Regions from separate parts of the Rattus norvegicus genome. Here region 1 is linked to region 2. Evidence: chromatin contacts called from public Hi-C data. All regions are on one chromosome and are shown on one strand. The core of a region is the stretch at or near the end of the contact, and the rest is flanking DNA. Distances in the headings are between cores, read along the strand shown.

Evidence for each region. A called contact is a pair of places that touch in the nucleus more often than the background predicts.
Region 1: a Hi-C map of liver shows a contact between it and region 2, with 5 times the contacts expected there. The contact joins the enhancer-like site here to the promoter of Btd in region 2. A contact is called at or near these places in 4 of 12 Hi-C or Micro-C datasets (the A7r5 cell line, Schwann cells, liver and 1 more).

What each region holds. Positions count from the first base shown.
Region 1 is chr16:7,162,467-7,167,116 of GRCr8, reverse strand. No RefSeq gene overlaps it. Among named protein-coding and RNA genes, the nearest start is that of Galnt15, 69 kb to the left of the region's middle. Within about 2 kb of position 2,711, at least 28 of the 93 cell types and tissues checked have an H3K27ac peak or open chromatin away from gene starts, as enhancers often do. A contact at or near this core is called in the A7r5 cell line, Schwann cells and liver, where this site is marked.
Region 2 is chr16:6,869,607-6,873,797 of GRCr8, reverse strand. Btd (biotinidase) reads right to left here and starts at 1,867. Exons shown (of 4, transcript NM_001012047.2): 1 at 1,778-1,867.

The DNA of each region.
Region 1 (4,650 bases), core at 1,462-3,961, 290 kb before region 2:
GTGTGTGCCTTTCATTTGGGAACAATAACCCCCTGAGGCAGGTAGCAGAACCCATCGCTGGGATTTTATAATATTAATTAATATATTATGTTAAATTAATATTATATTATATAATATTCAACAGTCAGCCAAGCATATGTTCTCAAATGCCACAACTCTGTTCTCCTGACTTTGAACTTGGTGACATCACATCACACTCTGTGGGCTTTGTGCCTTCCTTCAGTACTGTCTTGCTTCATCCACAGTGTTGCATGTACTGTGGTTATCACGTCCATGGTCATGTGGTATTGCACTGGGTAGAATAGTGTTCCTCCAGGTTCATGTTCAGACTGTTACTTGATTTGAAAACAGGATCGGTTAAGTTAGGATGAGATCATGTTAGATGGAGATGGGGCAGGGGAGCATCCTAATTCTTATGACCTTCTGTCTTCGTCAGGGATCTCTAGAGTCACAGAACTTATGGATAGTCTCTATATAGTAAGAGAATTGGTCAATGACTTAAGTCTGTGGTCTAACTCTCCAACAATGGTCAGCAGCAGCTGTGAATAGAAGTCCAAGGATCTAGCGGTGGCTCAGTCCCACATGGCAGGCAGGCAAAAAAGAGAGACTCTTCCTTCTTCCAATGTTCTTATGTAAATCTCCAGCAGAAGGTGTGTCCTAGATTAAAGGTGTGTACCACCATGCCTGGGTCTGGGACTTGCTTTGTCCTAGGTGATCTTGATCTCAGAAATCTCCTTGCCTTAAGCTCCTCGGATTCATAGTCACTTTGCCTCAAGATCTCCATGCCAAGATCCACTCAGAAACTTGTATCTCCCAGCCTCGAGATCAGGATCAGAGGTGAGTCTTCCAGTTCTGGATTGTAGTTCATTCCAGATATAGTCAAGTTGACAACCAGGAACAGACACTACTCCTTTCCTGATGGAAAGACTGTATGAACATAAACAGGAGGGAGAAGACCCCGTGGACCAGGTGAGGGGAGAACTACCACAGAGCTACCAGACAGAATGCCAACACAGTGGTTGCCACCTGCTGCCGGAAGGGGGAAGGGAGGGAACAGACACTTTCCTAGAGGCTCCAGTGGGAACCACCTCTGCTGATCCTTCATTTCAATCTTCTAGCTCACAAAACTGATAGAGTGATTTCTAGGCTGGGGATGTAACTCTTCTGGTACAGTATCTAGCGTGTGCAAAGTCATGGGTTTGATCCCTAGCGCCACGTGAATGAGGAATGGTGGCCCTTGCCTACAATTCCAGAACTTGGAAAGTGGGGACCAGAAGACCAGAAGTTCAATGTCATCCTGTTCGTCATAGAGAGTTGGAACCAACATGGGCTAGAGAGGGTGTTTTGGAAAAGATTTTTTTTAATTTAAAATTTTCTTTTGGTTGTGTCAGGCAGTGGCGGTGCACGCCTTAAATCCCAAAACTCAGGAGATGGAGGCAGGTGGATCTCTGAGTTCAAGTCCAGCCTGGTCTACAGAGTGAGTTCCAGGACAGTCAGGGCCACACAGAGAACCCCCATGTCTGTAAAGTCTTTTGGTTTAAGTTGCCTGGTTGGTGAACCTAGAAAGCGTATATCGCACTGTAGAATTCAGCCTCAGTTGGCTTATAAATAATGCACCAGCACTTTCTGATCCATTCTGCAGTTGAAATTGTTAGCTTACTGTCATGATTAGAACTATTAGGAACACCGCAACTATGAACACTGTTCTCTCTGTATCATGTACCCGGGGACCTGCTTTCCCTGGTGACACATCTCAAGAGCCCTGGTGATGAGACACACTTAGTAGGAGGAGAAGGTGATGTTGCACCAGTCAGAACCTCTGGTGGTGCTCCTTCAGACCTGTCAGCTCTGCTCCCAACGTCTCCTGCCTTGGTTCCCCTGGAAACCTCCAGCCCTCCCCAGCTGTGATCCTGGCCTTAGCCATTGCTTCTAGGTTACAGACATTTCCTACCGACCTGCCCCCGCCTCTACCTGGGAACTCGACTGTGTTTGAGGATGCTCTGTTCAGTGCCTCTGTGGAGGAACTCAGGCACAGCATTTCAACCCCAAAGTCTCTCAAAATGGCTCCTTCTCACAAGAGGATGCCCCCTCGTAGTTTCTTCCACACATCAAGAAGTTCGTTGATTTTAGAGCATGGCTACCATTAAGGACAAGTGGGATGCCTAGAGCGAAAAGATCAGACAACATGGGGGAAGAGAGGCCAGTGTCTTCCCAGTAAATGCCGGAGTGCCAGCGGACGCGGCTGGGCTGGCTGCAGCAGCATCTCCCAGTGGCCAAGTCACAAGGGGAAAATAAAAGGAATGTCTGTCAGCCTCCAAAGGGGCTCATTCCTGAAAATGAGTCACTTCCTCAGCTCCCAGGTCTGAGTCTGAGATTGTTTGTCCTGTGTGCACATGGAGTTTGTTTTCGCTGCTCCGAGACCACCTCACAGGGGGCTGGGCCCCCTTGGCGCTGAGCTTCGAGCATAACATCCTCTTGTTATGATTCTGTTTCCATCTGACTCCACCTTCATAACATTTGTATTGGTCTGTACAACCTGTTCTGAGAAACTAGGAAAATAGCAATATTGCAGTAAATAAAGTTATTTTTCTCTTTTCCTTTCAGGGAACTCCTGCTGCTTTGAATTTAAAATCAGATGACAAATCTGTGGTTAACCCCACCCATCTGTGTTCCAAAGCCCAGAATTGATTTTTTTTTCCCTGTGATGATTTCATCATTCAATACTCATTCTCTCTTGGCCAGGACCCTCCCACAAAGACGTTCTGAGAAGATAGTGGGGGTGGGGAAGGGTGGTGGCTCAGAGTCACAATGCTCACAGCTGTAGTGACTATGAAGTTTGACAGAGGATTCTGCACTTTGAATGGTTTCACTGCCTTGTTAAACAACAGTAAACATACCTTCAGGGACGTCTCAAAGAGATAGCTAGCTATCAGACAGGGTTTGGTCAGGGAAGCATTTCTGTAATGAACAATTCAGAAAAATGAATTTACTGAGAAATAAAGGAAGCTGGTGAAGCTGTCTGTCCAAGACTGTCACCTCTGTGTTTAGAAGCATCGGTGCTGGGCATCAAGGAGGGAAGAACAAGGAAAGTAATAACCTATGAAGATGTGAATTCACAAAACCAACTAAAACACACGAATACCAAGTGCAACTCTAATCTGTCTCCCTTCATTTCAATGTCCACCACATGGGTGACCAGCAAATTGGACTTTTTCATCACTGCTACACAGATACCCAATCAGGACCCAGAGAAGCTACATGAGCAAATAGGAAAGAAGAAAAGAGATACGGGTCAAGATGCTGTGGTATACCAATAGGGTGGTTTTGTATCAGTTGGCCATTGCTGTGTAGGGAATCAAACAGTGACTTAAACTACAATCACTCATTTTTGTTTGAGCTTTGACTCTGTGAGTATAGTTGACATCAACTGCTGTCAGCTAAGAATCCAGCTCAGCTCTTCACATACATGGTGTCAATCATGTATGTTTCTCGTAGGTAGAGGGCAGCGGCTATCTAGATTAAGCTCTTCTTATGATGGGGGACATACAAGAGTGGCAAGGCTTTATCCCTGTGAGATCTAGGCTCCCCTCAGCCATGCCAGCAATTGTTCCTGTTTTCCACCGGCCAAAGAACAAGTCTAGATTAGAACACACAAATAAATACATCCAGGAAATGTAGACAGCAGAGGATGTGGACACAGGGAGGAAAGATGTGGGGTCAATAATTCACAATGCTTTGATTATTAAAAAGAAAATGGCCATTCTCAGATTCTCCTTTTCATTTATTCCTGGGTCTTAGAGCGAACATAGAGGAGAGTAGCTGCTCACATCACCGAGCCATGTGGATGGCACCCGGAAGAGAGTTTTGGGCAATCTCATCTGCTCTTTGCTTTTTGCTTCTAAGGCAGTTCTGTCTATAGTATCCATCCTAAATTCCTTTGACTACCGACCCAGGTTCACTTGCTGGCATTGTCTACATGTTGCAATCCTTTCCAGAACCTGACCAGGTACACAGACCTGTGTCATTTGCACCTTGAACACAAGTTTGCATTACCTAAAGCCTGACCTCTGGGGCAGTGTGCCCATCCTGGGTCCCCTCCATCTTCCATTACTAAGCAAACATCTCTCTCATTTTATCTCCATACAAAAAGTCTGGTCCATGATTTTTATAGACTCCAGGGACAGATTGCACCTCTAAAGAGAAAAATCACACTAACTCCTGGTGACTGAGGTATATCAGAAGTCCATGGTTTAAATTCTGTAAGTATCTGGCTTCTGGATATTCTTATTTCTCCGTTAAGTTAATGTGCCATTTGTTTAAAAACATGTTTTGTTCCCATAGTAGGAGGAAGTCATCTATATTTAATCTCTTGGGTGAGCTTTGGGCATTGTTTTTCTTCAGGAAAAAAAAAATCTAAAAATTTCTTGGAACAGACTTGACATTGGTTGGCTGAGCTTCCCTGCAACACTCTCCAAAGAACCCTTTACTTCCAGAGGGCTTAAGTCAACAACAGCATCAAATCAAAACCAAACCCCATTACCATTCCCCATGCCACTACCAGCCCCATGGGGAAACAAGCTATGTCTTCATGTTTAAAGACCCGGCCCAGTTGGAACTTAAAACATTCTTGTTAATTAAATAAGTGAGTTC
Region 2 (4,191 bases), core at 618-3,117:
AGACAAGTGGGCAAAAAGAAGCATCTTTGTAAATTACTTTGCATTGGCCATGGCTGGTAAAGCAGACTTCATAATCCCCACTGCTTGGGAAGCTAAAGCCAAAAGATCATCAGTTCAAGGCCTGCCTGGGAAACTCACAGACCCTGTCTCAAAATAAAAAGGAGGGGAAAGGAGAGGGATCTAATTTAGAAGTAGAGCAACTGCCTTCCCAGCACTACAGAGCGAAAAATTAATTCCTATTCTCATGCACTCTCTTACAACAACAGAAATAGATTAAGACCCTATACAAAGTGGATAATGCAGGTATGAGAAACATTAAATTCAAAGGAATGGCTTCCTCTATGGGATTGGAATGGAGATGCAGTCAGGGAGGGGGCATTTGTGTATTTATGGACTAGTGGCTGGTTTATGGGTATGGAGTAACTCCTGATCCTTCCATGCATCTGAAAGATATCATAAATATTAACTCTAAGAAATCAGCAAGTTGTGGATAAGCCCCAAGGAGGAGCTCAAAGACTACTGTGAAGAAACAAGTTTTTGGACTTAAGTCTTTCATTACGAACTGTCCCCAGTCCAACCCCACACCCTGGGAGCTTTGCAGGTTTATTCCAAGGAGAAACACTGTGTTGCCGAGCCATCCCACCCCTTCGAACCACACTTAGAATTGTCACCGTTTTATATATGAGAAAGAAAATCACTGTGGTGGTTACTGCTAGTGTTCAAACTCTCTCAATTTTACCTTAAAAAGAAAAAAATAGATAAAGCAGGAAAAGCGGATTCTCCCTATTTTCTTCCCACATTGCTTATGGCCTCAGTGCCAGGTCATGGGTGCGTTACACTGCTAAGCAAAGTTCAGGCTTCGGGCAGGAATCCAGTGTTCTCTAGGTCAGAGGGCACTAGGAAAAGAGGCTCAGAGCCTTTCAACCTTCACCACTGAGTTATTACTAACCTGTCCCTGAGAACTTCATAGCGTAAACTTGTTTTTTATTGTTTACTCTTTTTTTTTTTTTTTTTTTTTTTTTTTTGCTTCAAGCCTATCTCTAAGCTTTGCTACTGAACAGTTCATAAAATTCAGGAGAAGTAAACAAAGTCAACTTAACCAGTTTTACCCAACCAGCCATTTTCTTACATTATTTCTGTCGACATGTTTCCTTTAGCACATTTCCGGCAGTATGGTGTTAAGCGCTGGTTTTTTTTTTTTTTTTTTTTTTTTTTTTGGTTCTTTTTTTCAGAGCTGGGGACCGAACCCAGGGCCTTGCGCTTGCTAGGCAAGCGCTCTACCACTGAGCTAAATCCCCAACCCCTTAAGCGCTGTTTTGAAAAACAGTGCTTTATATAAGTTTTGTTTTTATTTTTTACTCCTGGCTTTTTGATTGCAGGTGGCACAGTGCTGTAATCTCAGTTACTCGGAGAACATGGAAAGGCCCACCCGGAGGACAGCTTTGTGAAACCTCATCTTAACACAGAAAAGCAGGCTACTACACTAAGCTACTAGGCGACTGCTATAGTGGTATAGATAAGAAAGAAAATTAGCATTGGCCAGGGTTAGTAAAGCAGACTTCGTAATCCTATAATACTATAGTGGTAGAGTACACTATAATACTAGAGTAACCCTGTGGTAGAGTAACACTGGCTTGCACAAGATGCTGGCTCAACCCACATAACAGAAGTATTCAGCTTCCATTTTCTATTAATTGTCAGCCAATTTCACTTTTAGCCATTCTACTTGACACAGCCTAAAATCACCTGAGAAATGAGTCCCCATCAAGTAACTCACGTTGGGCTGGTCTGTGGGCACGTCTTCGAGGGACGAATGAAGATGACTATTAACCAGTGCTGGAGGGCCTGGGCTGCATGAGAAATCTAGTTAAGCATGGGTCTGGGAGAAGCCAGAGAGAGGGAGTCAGCAAGTAGGTTCCTCTGTGGTTCCTGCCTTGAGTTCCTACCCTGACAACTGTCTCTCAAAGATGGTCTGTGTCATGGCAGTGTAAGAAAAAAATAAATTTTGCCCTCCCCGGACATGCGTTTACTCATAGCATTTGCCATGACAACAAAATGAAGTCAGGAGAACAAATGACCCTAATTCTTCCTTTGATGACCAAGCGCTTCATTTTGGTAAAGAACGGATTGCTCTTCACAGGTCCAGCCAGGTTATGTTTAAACACGAGCACAAGGATTCCTAGTGTTTTTGTGAACTGACTGAGATAAAAATCAAAATTTGGGGACCCATGGAGTCACTGCCTATAGAAACTGCCTTCTTTTGAATCTTCTCTATACATATTATATATAACTCTTAAAAAACTCATTTATTTTTGAGACAGGGTCTCACTCTGTTGCCCAGGCTGGCTTTAAACGTGAGATCCCGTCTTGGCCTCCTGAGTACAGGTACCATAGGCCTGCCTCACCACACCCTGCCTACAACTCTTTCTAAATCACCTGGCTCCCTAGAGATTATCTTCACCCCTCGGAAGGAAGAAAGCTGTCAAGCCACTCCTCATCATCCCAAAGCTGGATTCCTAAAGCAATCACTATCTAAACTCTGAAGCCTGGGTTTGCTGGGTGGAGAACAGGTCACTAATGCTACCTTTATTATTAGTATTACTTTATTACATGTGTGTGGCTATTTTGCCTGCATGTATGTCTGCATAATATGTGTGTGCCCGGTGCCCTCACAGGCCAGAAGAGGGCATCGGCTCTGTTGGAACAACTGCAATTACAGGTGGTCGTGAGCCACCATGTGGTCGCTGGAAATTGAACTCAGGTTCTCTGGAAGAGCAGCCGCTGCTCTTAAACACTGAGTCATCTCTCTAACCTCTGTGTTTTATTTTTTAAGAAAGTTAAAATTTAGGGCCTGAGATGTAGTTCAGGGTAGAGTACTTGACTAATAAGTACAAAGTCCTAGGTTCAATCACTAGTATTTTTTCTAAGATTTAGTCTTTCTTTGAATAATAAAATTCTTTCTTTCTTTCTTTTCTTTCCTTCCTTCTCTCTTTCTTTCTTTCTTCCTTTCTTTCTTTCTTTCCTTCCTTCCTTCTCTCTTTCTTTCTTTTTGAGGCAGGGTCTCTCTACATAGCCCTGACTATCCTGAAACAACTCAACTCACTAGGTAGACCAGGCTGGCCTCATACCCACCGAAACCCATATGCCTCAGCCTTCCAAGTGCTGGGATTAAATGTGCGAGCCACCACATCTGGCTCTATGATGCCAAATTTCACCAAAATATCCAACAGAGAAACTTCCAAGCATACTGCCAACAAAAATAAGAGAGTATGTATAATTAACATGCTCAAAGTCCACACAGGGTACGTTGTATAAATTACAGCTGCTGGCTGGGATCCTTATATTGGAACAGCAGTGACTTTTGGCCTTGGAAGAAGGAGTCACAACATTTCTGCTGAATCTGTAACAGGCAAGAGAAGCATGGCATGCCGTACCTTGAACTGCAAGGCAGTAACTTGCCCAGTGATTTTTCTCTTTGCCAAATGGCAAAATTGGCCAGTTGAAGACTGATCCTTAAAAGAAAACAAATGATTTATTCCCATCAGAGTTCATTCTGTACTTCATACAGTGTTCTGCCAGTAATTCTTCTGAGAAAAGAATCCATGTAAGGTACCATGAATTGACTATTGTCTACACAGTGTGCGATACCAGGGTCAAGCAGGCTTAGCTTTGAACCAGTAAGTAGAAAAACAACCAACACTATTACTTCGATAAAATTTAAGCAATCATGCATTAATTATTAACTAATGGCTCTAACGATCTTAGTGATACCGAACTGGAACAAATAAGTATAAACCAGGCAGAGGACAGGAGCAGCTGCGGTGTTAATAAGATTATCTCTTGACAAGCAATTTCGGTGTCATCTGTGATTAAGGACACACCTCGGCTCACAGATTTCAATAAGGTGCTCATGGTGTGCGGTGCAAAACCACAAAGTTGTGAAACCAGAAGACAAGAGTATGACAACAGTACTCAAATGCCAGTTTTCCCCAACTTTACACGCTCCAAGATAACCCGCGTCCCAGCAGCCTTTGCGCAGCTTGCTCCCAATCAGCTGGAAGCTCCGGCGGGGGCGGGAACGCGCGCTGGGACCACGCCCCCTCCTCGCTTGGTCTCTGTTTGCTTTCATCCTCCAGGCGCGCAAGTGCCTTCTCCGCGGGACTGAGCTGTGTAGCTACCCTAGTGGAGGAC